2 separate regions of the Gossypium arboreum genome follow, and region 1 is linked to region 2. A link is a contact called in public Hi-C data. All regions are on one chromosome and are shown on one strand. The core of a region is the stretch at or near the end of the contact, and the rest is flanking DNA. Distances in the headings are between cores, read along the strand shown.

Region 1 (3,829 bases), core at 201-2,700, 260 kb after region 2:
ACTGGAGGTTTTTTTTTTTTTTGCATTTTTTTTGTAATAAGATTAAAATTTTAAGGTATTTTAGCATGTTGTTAATTTGAATGATTTGTTAAATTATTTGTTGTTTTTTTGTATGGTAATTGATAATTTAATTGATATTTATGCAGAAATTGTAATGGATTCTCTTATCCGAGCTACCGACCACACAACGTTTATGATAAAGGAGCCGATAAATGTGGTCTGAGTCAGTTTTAAATAAAATCATATAATTTTTTTTTTAGAAATGTTTTTGAAGTCGTACTCTTTAAAAAATAATCATTCATTAGTTGTGAAAATTAAACTTGAAAACATTAACAAATATCGATTTTATTATATGTACAGAATGAGTATCAGATCTTGAGAACTCAACTTCATGTTCCAATATATTTTCCTGACCATAAGATTATACCGTACTTGGATGCCGCCAGGTTTGGCACAACAGCATTCATTCAAATGTTTAAGGTCGGATTTAATATCTACCCTGGTGGAATGATGCACCCAAAGACCCACGCATTCCATCTTCTGTGTGAGAGTGCACGACAAGAAGATAGCCGGCACCTAAAAAATCATATTTTTCAAACATGGGTGCTGACAAATGGAAGGCCAAGGCAAAAGAAATTATATTTTTACTAGGGTGCCAGCCATTAAAAACACGGGATCAAAAAAACAAAATTTTACTAACATGAGTGCCAGTCACCATGGTGCCATCACCAAAAATATAGAAAAAAAATTATTTTTTTACTAGATGCTAACCACTAGAAACACGGGATCTAAAAAAAAAAATTTACCTGACATGGGTGTCAGCCAACACAGTACTGGTCACTATTCATGCTGTCATTGTTTTAAAAAATGAGTATTCTTGTAAATATTTAATTTTTTTAAAATTAATTGGGTAAAAACCCCACAATTTTTGGAATGTTTCTATTTCAACCAAATTAATTGAAATTTGAATAATGGAAAATATTGGAATAAATTATTCAATCCAAAGCGCAACCTAACATCCTACTGAACGCGGTTGAAAATTGAAACGGTTTAACAATGAACAAAAACGAGTGAGCATAAAAAATATTAAGAAAAGAAGGGCTAGCTTTGAAATAAAACAAAAAGTAGGAGGCTCATTCTGTCAAATGATATATAATTATCAAGTCTACGTTAAATCACTAATTAACATTCATCTCTTATATGTAGAAATATTAAATTATGTTAGAACAATTCGTCAAACGCATATATAATGATTTAACTACCAACTCTGCCAAACAAGACATTTATATAGAAAAACTCATGTAAATATCCTTCCAAAATTAAATTTAAACAAAAAAAAAATTATTAAATAATTTGTGAAAGGATTCAAATTTATAAAGATGTACTAAGCTTTACTCGACTTGAGCAGCCTAACCAGGTTATATATACGCAAGAGTTTTGATATGAAGGTGTGGAGCCAATTTGGTTGGAGTTGTTGTGGTTGGAGGGTGTCTGTGGGCGTCAAATGTTGACCAGACCACAGTGCTTGCTGCTTCTGAAAAATCCTTGAAATAAAGTATTACATTTTCACAGGACTGGGTCTCAGTTGCACACTTGAAACTCCATCAAACTCTGTAAACCGCGTGTAATTTCCCTCATGCTCCATTACTCCAACAATGTTGGCATTCTTTAATTGCCAAATATATAATCTTTCTCCCTCTCACCATCAAATTAGGTGTCGAAACAAGTTCAATGGGTTGTTTCTTCTGCAAATCCCACCCCTTTTCTCTCTTGATTTCTTCCTTTCTTTGTTTTTTTTCTTTCAGTTCTTCCTTCTCCACAGTCTCTATATCTGAAACTTCTAACCTCACATTAGTGTGTGCTTTAGTGCCTTCTCCTGAACTCAACCGATCCTCACTAAATTGTTCTAGCCTTCCAAGTCCTGGGATTCAAACCCCTTTCCATCCTAATGATTCCTTCACTGGGATTGTCTCTGGGGATGGGTTTTTATGCGGTTTCAGACCTTCGTTTTCCTCATCAAATGTTTCGGTCATGCATTGTTGGAGATTCTTCAACAATGGCACTACTATGGAGTTCAAAAGGATTTACAGGGGTCCAGCTCTCAACCAACTCGAAGCTGGAAACTCTCACATTTGTGGTCTTAATGCGACCAACGCTCTTGACTGTTGGCAATGGCCCGAATTCAACCCAACCGGGGATCAAAACTTCTCTGAAATCGCTGTTGGCGAAGGATTTGTGTGTGGATTATCGGAAGATGGAAAAATTAGCTGCCGTGGAAACGGTGCTGGTGTCACTGGCGAAGAGCCTAAAGGGAATTATCAGGTGATTGCTGCGGGCTTTAGGCATGCTTGTGCCATCAGTAGAGGTAATGATTTACAGTGTTGGGGGAATACGGTGGTCGACGATACGCCACGGGGAAAATTCAACGCACTGGCTTTGGGACTGAACCGGAGCTGTGCATTAAGGACTAATAGAACTGTGGTCTGTTGGGGCCAAAATAACTTCAGTCTGCCACAGGAACTGGAAAGGCGTAGCTTTATTGCAATCAAAGCAAAGAGAAATGTTTTTTGTGGAGTTTCAACATTGGATTTTTCCTTGTTTTGTTGGGGTGACGCAAGGTTTAACTCCACCTCTATGGTTTTCTCTCAAGTTTTACCGGGGCCATGTAGGAATACATGTCCATGTGGTTCAGTGTCCGGATCAGGCTCATTTTGCAGCAATGGTGGATCTATATGCGAAGCTTGTGTGTCAATTGCGCCGTCCCTGCCATCAGCTCCCTCGCCGCAACCTCAAAACAGATCCACAAGCAGTGATTGGAATGGCAGAATGATAGCTTTCCTAGTTGTTGGTTGTGTAGGATCCTTCTCTTTGTTACTAGTCGTCGGTTTCTTTGTCTTCAGATATTGCAAAGGTAGAGGTTGCCGTGTTCATGATTCAGGTCGCCTGGAGGAAACCGTGTCCCCAAGTCCGACTAACCGCGATTCCAATCAGCCCCAAGCCTCGTTAGCACACGCAGTTCTGGAGAAGCGTCCGAGCCAATTGACAAGCTTGGCAAATACAGGTGGTTTGGAGGAATTTTCTTTAGAAGTCCTGATTCAAGCCACCAACAATTTCTCTGAGGATCATAAAATCGGGACCGGTAGCTTCGGTTCTGTCTACCGGGCCACGATGGACGATGGGCGTGAAGTGGCCATCAAACGTGCTGAAACGATGACGAGCACTTCATCGTATGCTGTTGGTACCGTGCGTCCAGAAGATAAAGGCAATGCTTTCGTTAATGAGCTGCAGTATTTGTCTCGCCTTCACCACAAAAACCTTGTCCGACTACTGGGATTTTGTGAAACATCGGATGAGCGTGTATTGGTATACGAGTACATGAGAAATGGCACACTCCATGACCATCTCCACAAGCTCCAGTCTTCACCCTTCATGTCATGGGCTACACGGCTTAGGATCGCATTAGATGCCGCCAGAGGGATCGAATACTTGCACGAATACGCGGTACCACCCATCATACACCGTGACATAAAAACCTCCAACATTCTTCTCGATGCAACTTGGACAGCAAAGGTATCTGATTTCGGATTATCATTGATTGGTCCGGAGGGTGAGGAGTCTCACCTCTCGCTGCAAGCAGCCGGCACAGTCGGATACGTGGACCCTGAGTACTACAGGTTTCAACAGCTGACCAATAAGAGTGATGTTTACAGTTTCGGTATAGTATTGCTGGAATTATTAACAGGACTCAAGGCAATCCACCACAATGAAAATGGGGCACCAAGGAATGTGGTTGATTTTACGGTTCCATATATCGGGCGTAATGAAATTC
Region 2 (3,953 bases), core at 244-2,743:
ATACTCCTCAAACACAGCCTTCCGGAAAGAACAAACAGTAGCCTTATTCTTAAGAAACTCAATGCTTTGCTGGTCAAAAGCTCCAGTGTCTGATGCCAATTGTTTCACAAATGAAAGGGTCTCACTAGGCTTAAAACTATTTCTTGCATTCCTAATCTGATTCACTGAATAAACCCCATTTGGTTCATAATCAGGCACATCAACTACAAAGTACCCTTGGACATTTGTGGGCCGAAAATTATATGGGTTCCTACATTTACAAGCCAAACCAAGACCACGCCTCCGACTTGCCTCATCCATGGCCTCTTCCACAGCCTTGACAAAAGTCCTCGAGTTTGTCTGCTGTGATTTCTCCATAAAATGACGATCAAAAGGGACAAGCTCAGCTGGGTCGAACCATCCATAACTACTATCCCCAAAGAACGCAACTAACACATGTCCCTCTCTCCTTGTCCGCCGTACAGATGAAGATGCAAATGCTTCGTTAAATATATGCCCAGGCCACCAAGGATGAGATTTCACCTTTCCCCAAACCATATCACCCACTTCAAACCCATAACTCAACGCCCTTGAAGTCCCTCCACCAATTCTATCATTGGCTACATAATCATCGAACTCAGATAACAAGGACTTATAGTCTGAACCAGTATCCTTCTCCAGCTTCTCTGAATTCTCTATTCTATCATTCTCATCGTCGTTTATCATATCATTCTGTTCCACTCGATCATTTACATCAAAAACCCTAGATTCGTCGCCTATTCTTCTATCTGCACTATTGGCATTACTCTCCCTAACCTCCTCAGATCTATTATTCTCTGAAACCCTAAAATCTTTCAAATCGAGCTCCATTGGAGAAACCCTAGCTTCTTCATCAGAAACTCCTAAGCTCAATCTATTGTCTTCATTACGGCTACCAATAGCTTCATCGGTAGAAACCCTAGCTTTCTCTTCGATTTTATCCGATCGTTTATCAAATTCAGCATCGTCGTTCACAACAGGTATCATTCTTTTAATAGCTAAAGCAAAATAAAGAAGCAAAGTCAAAGCCCTGTAAAATTCTAGAGCTTAAATGAGATACATGTAACTGATAAACATACCTTTGTTAGAGAACGATTACAGAAGTTGTTCTTTATTTTTTTCCAGGAAAGTGAGAGAAAATTAGGGAAGAGAGATTTTTTTAGGATAATAATTATAATAGATACAAATGAAACAGTGAAGATAATAAACCAAAGACATAGAGAAAGAGGTGTGTTTGGATGGAAAGAAAATCTGGGGATTTTGCGATTTTCCCTTTCTCTACTGCCCTCGTTATATTTTCCTTTTATTTTACTTTTAAAAAAGTTCGGAGATTATTACGGCTGGTTGATTGTATATATGGATTTTATAGGGCACAACAGCGGTGTACAAATGGCTCAGTACACATCAATCATCGACCGTACCTCGTTTTTCAGAACCGCCTGATCCATTATATTTCGAGACGGCGATATTGATATTATAAGGGTAACTGTGAGATTATATTAGTAGTAAGATATATGATTAGTTAAGTTGGGTAAATTATTTACGTAGTCATTTAATTATTATGTGTTTTGTTTTATTCATTTAGTTTAAAAATTATTTAATTATTAATGTTATCTACATTTGATATTTTAGTCGCTCTTCTTATGAAATTATTTTTTATTTAAATTTTCGATAAAATTATTAACAAAATGCTAACATGGTATTTTGTTATTAGTATAATAGTAAATTTAGTCTTTAAATATTTATGAATTCTATTAATTTGATCCTAATTCTATAAAACTAAATAAATTTAATCCTTAACTTTATATATTCTACCAATTTAATCTTGATTTTAATTTTTTAAATAAATAAAATAAAAAATAGGCCTCTTATAAAAATAATATTTAAAAATTAATTAATTAAAAAATGAAATGAAGAACAAATTAATTACAAAATGTAATGTTTATTACAAGAGCTTTGCGTGTCGCTAGACCTATTCATGGGTCGGCCTGCCTAAAATGTGGGAGGATTTGGACAAAAATATAGGCCCGAAAAATGAGCTTGGATAAAAAAATAAGGTATATTTAAAAAACGGGCCTAGCCCAGTTAATTCACAAAAGATAATTTTTTTGTTTTAATATTATTTTCTTATTGTTTTGCTACCAATTTACTATTATGTTGCTATTATTTTATTGTTATTATTTAGATCTTGTATAAAACTTATTTTATTGTTAATTTTGTTATTATTTTAAAGATATTTGTTAATTTTGTTATTATTTTAGAGATATTTACTTGTTAAGTTGCATCTATCTTAATGTTATTTAAGTATACATATTTTTAAAATTTATTTTCAATTTGTTGGGAAATATTTATCTTGATGTTTTAATATTTTGATGTATTATATATATTTTAAAATTATATAAAATTAATATAGACGGTCGGGTCAGGCTTGGGTTTTAACATTTTTATTCGGGTTTGGCTTTGGGCAAAAATTTTAGACTCATTTTTCGAGTTGGACCCAAGCTTAGTAAACGAGCTTAAATTTTTAGTTGAGCCCAGCCCAACCCGACCCATGCACACCTTTAATTATCGCTTGACACATTGGCAACACAAAAAAATAAAAAAACTGAAAAAGTGAAAAAAATTTAATGAGACTTCACACATCAAATTTAAAAAAAAATTAGCAAAATAAAAATGAAAAAGTAAAAATTAAAAAAGTTGGTTTGTGGTTCCAACACAATAGTAGTTTTTTCCCTGCATTTAATGACTTAATGGCTTTTCCATGCATTATATTCATGCATTTAATGCATTTTCCCTACATTTAACTTTTTTTCTCTGCATTTAATCCGTAAAACAACAGTTTTTTTTTATTTAATCAAGGGGTGTTCCTGATGTATTGGCAGCACCAACTAATTTTTTTTCAACTTTTTTTTCTTGTATATTTTTTAAAAATTAAATTCATTGATGCTGCTAATTTGTCTGGTAACATTTAAAATTATTGTAGTAAACACTCTATTTTCATAATTAATTTATTCTCCACCCTATTTTATAATTAATTAATTTTTAATATTATTTTTATATAAAAAACCTAAAAAGTAGTTAATAATTCACTTTTGATAAACAAAAATACGTAAAAGTTTTAAAAATATAAAAAAGTTATAAAATTAAATATATATTTATTTAAAAATGTTTTTAAATATTTTCCTAATGAAACTTGCAAAGTAGTTCTTGTTTGTTTGTTTCTCATTTATAGTTTACAATAGGATCAATAGAAGCGAAGCCATTGAGTCTTTTTATTCTAACTCTCTTTTCCTTCAACTTTGGGTATTAATTTCTCGTCAGATGTATAGAGCAAGATGATTGATGATCCAATGTAACCCTATGTAATTCATTTTCAATATCTTGATTCTTTTAAAAAAATCGATTTTCGATGTTTGAGTTAAATAATAAAAAGTCTAATTTTTTTAAACAAAATTTCAAGTTTAAGTCTTATGAATAAAGAAATAAAACTAAAAAGCATACCTATGTTTAGTTGTCTAGCTCAAATTGACTCCAAATTATAATTTTAGGATATGTGAAAGTATGTCTCGCATTTCGACCAAAATAGTGTGTAATGTCGTAACGAGAAGAAGCTTTTTGTCCCGACTACATGATCCTTCTTCGTCCCAAAGCATAAACGCCATGTCGTGTTCCCCAAGTTTCTCGACTTTCTTCTCTTAGTTAAACTCTGTTTCAGTTTCTCACTTAAACTTTGATTAACCTAGGGATATTCTAGTCATAAGAGCTACGAATTTTAGCCTATAAATAGGCCTTAGTTACTTTAGGTTTTACACAACATAAATTTTTAGATTGAGAGAATTTTGTTCTTTGTTTTGAAAGGTCTTTCTGTAACGCCCTGAGTAACTTATTCCTGTTTTTGTAAATATTTAACACAAATGTGTATTTGCTTCAGTGGT

Evidence for each region. A called contact is a pair of places that touch in the nucleus more often than the background predicts.
Region 1: a contact with region 2 is called in a Hi-C map of leaf, with 2.5 times the contacts expected there. The contact joins the promoter of LOC128293087 here to the promoter of LOC108453111 in region 2. A contact is called at or near these places in 3 of 5 Hi-C or Micro-C datasets (all in leaf).

The regions. Positions count from the first base shown.
Region 1 is chr5:27,859,075-27,862,903 of ASM2569848v2, forward strand. It overlaps LOC128293087 (serine/threonine-protein kinase-like protein CCR4), which reads left to right and starts at 1,451. Exons shown (of 1, transcript XM_053028422.1): 1 at 1,451-3,829. The coding sequence starts at 1,732.
Region 2 is chr5:27,601,054-27,605,006 of ASM2569848v2, forward strand. It overlaps LOC108453111 (PWWP domain-containing protein 1), which reads right to left and starts at 1,494. Exons shown (of 3, transcript XM_017751039.2): 1 at 1,098-1,494; 2 at 1-1,016. The coding sequence starts at 1,005.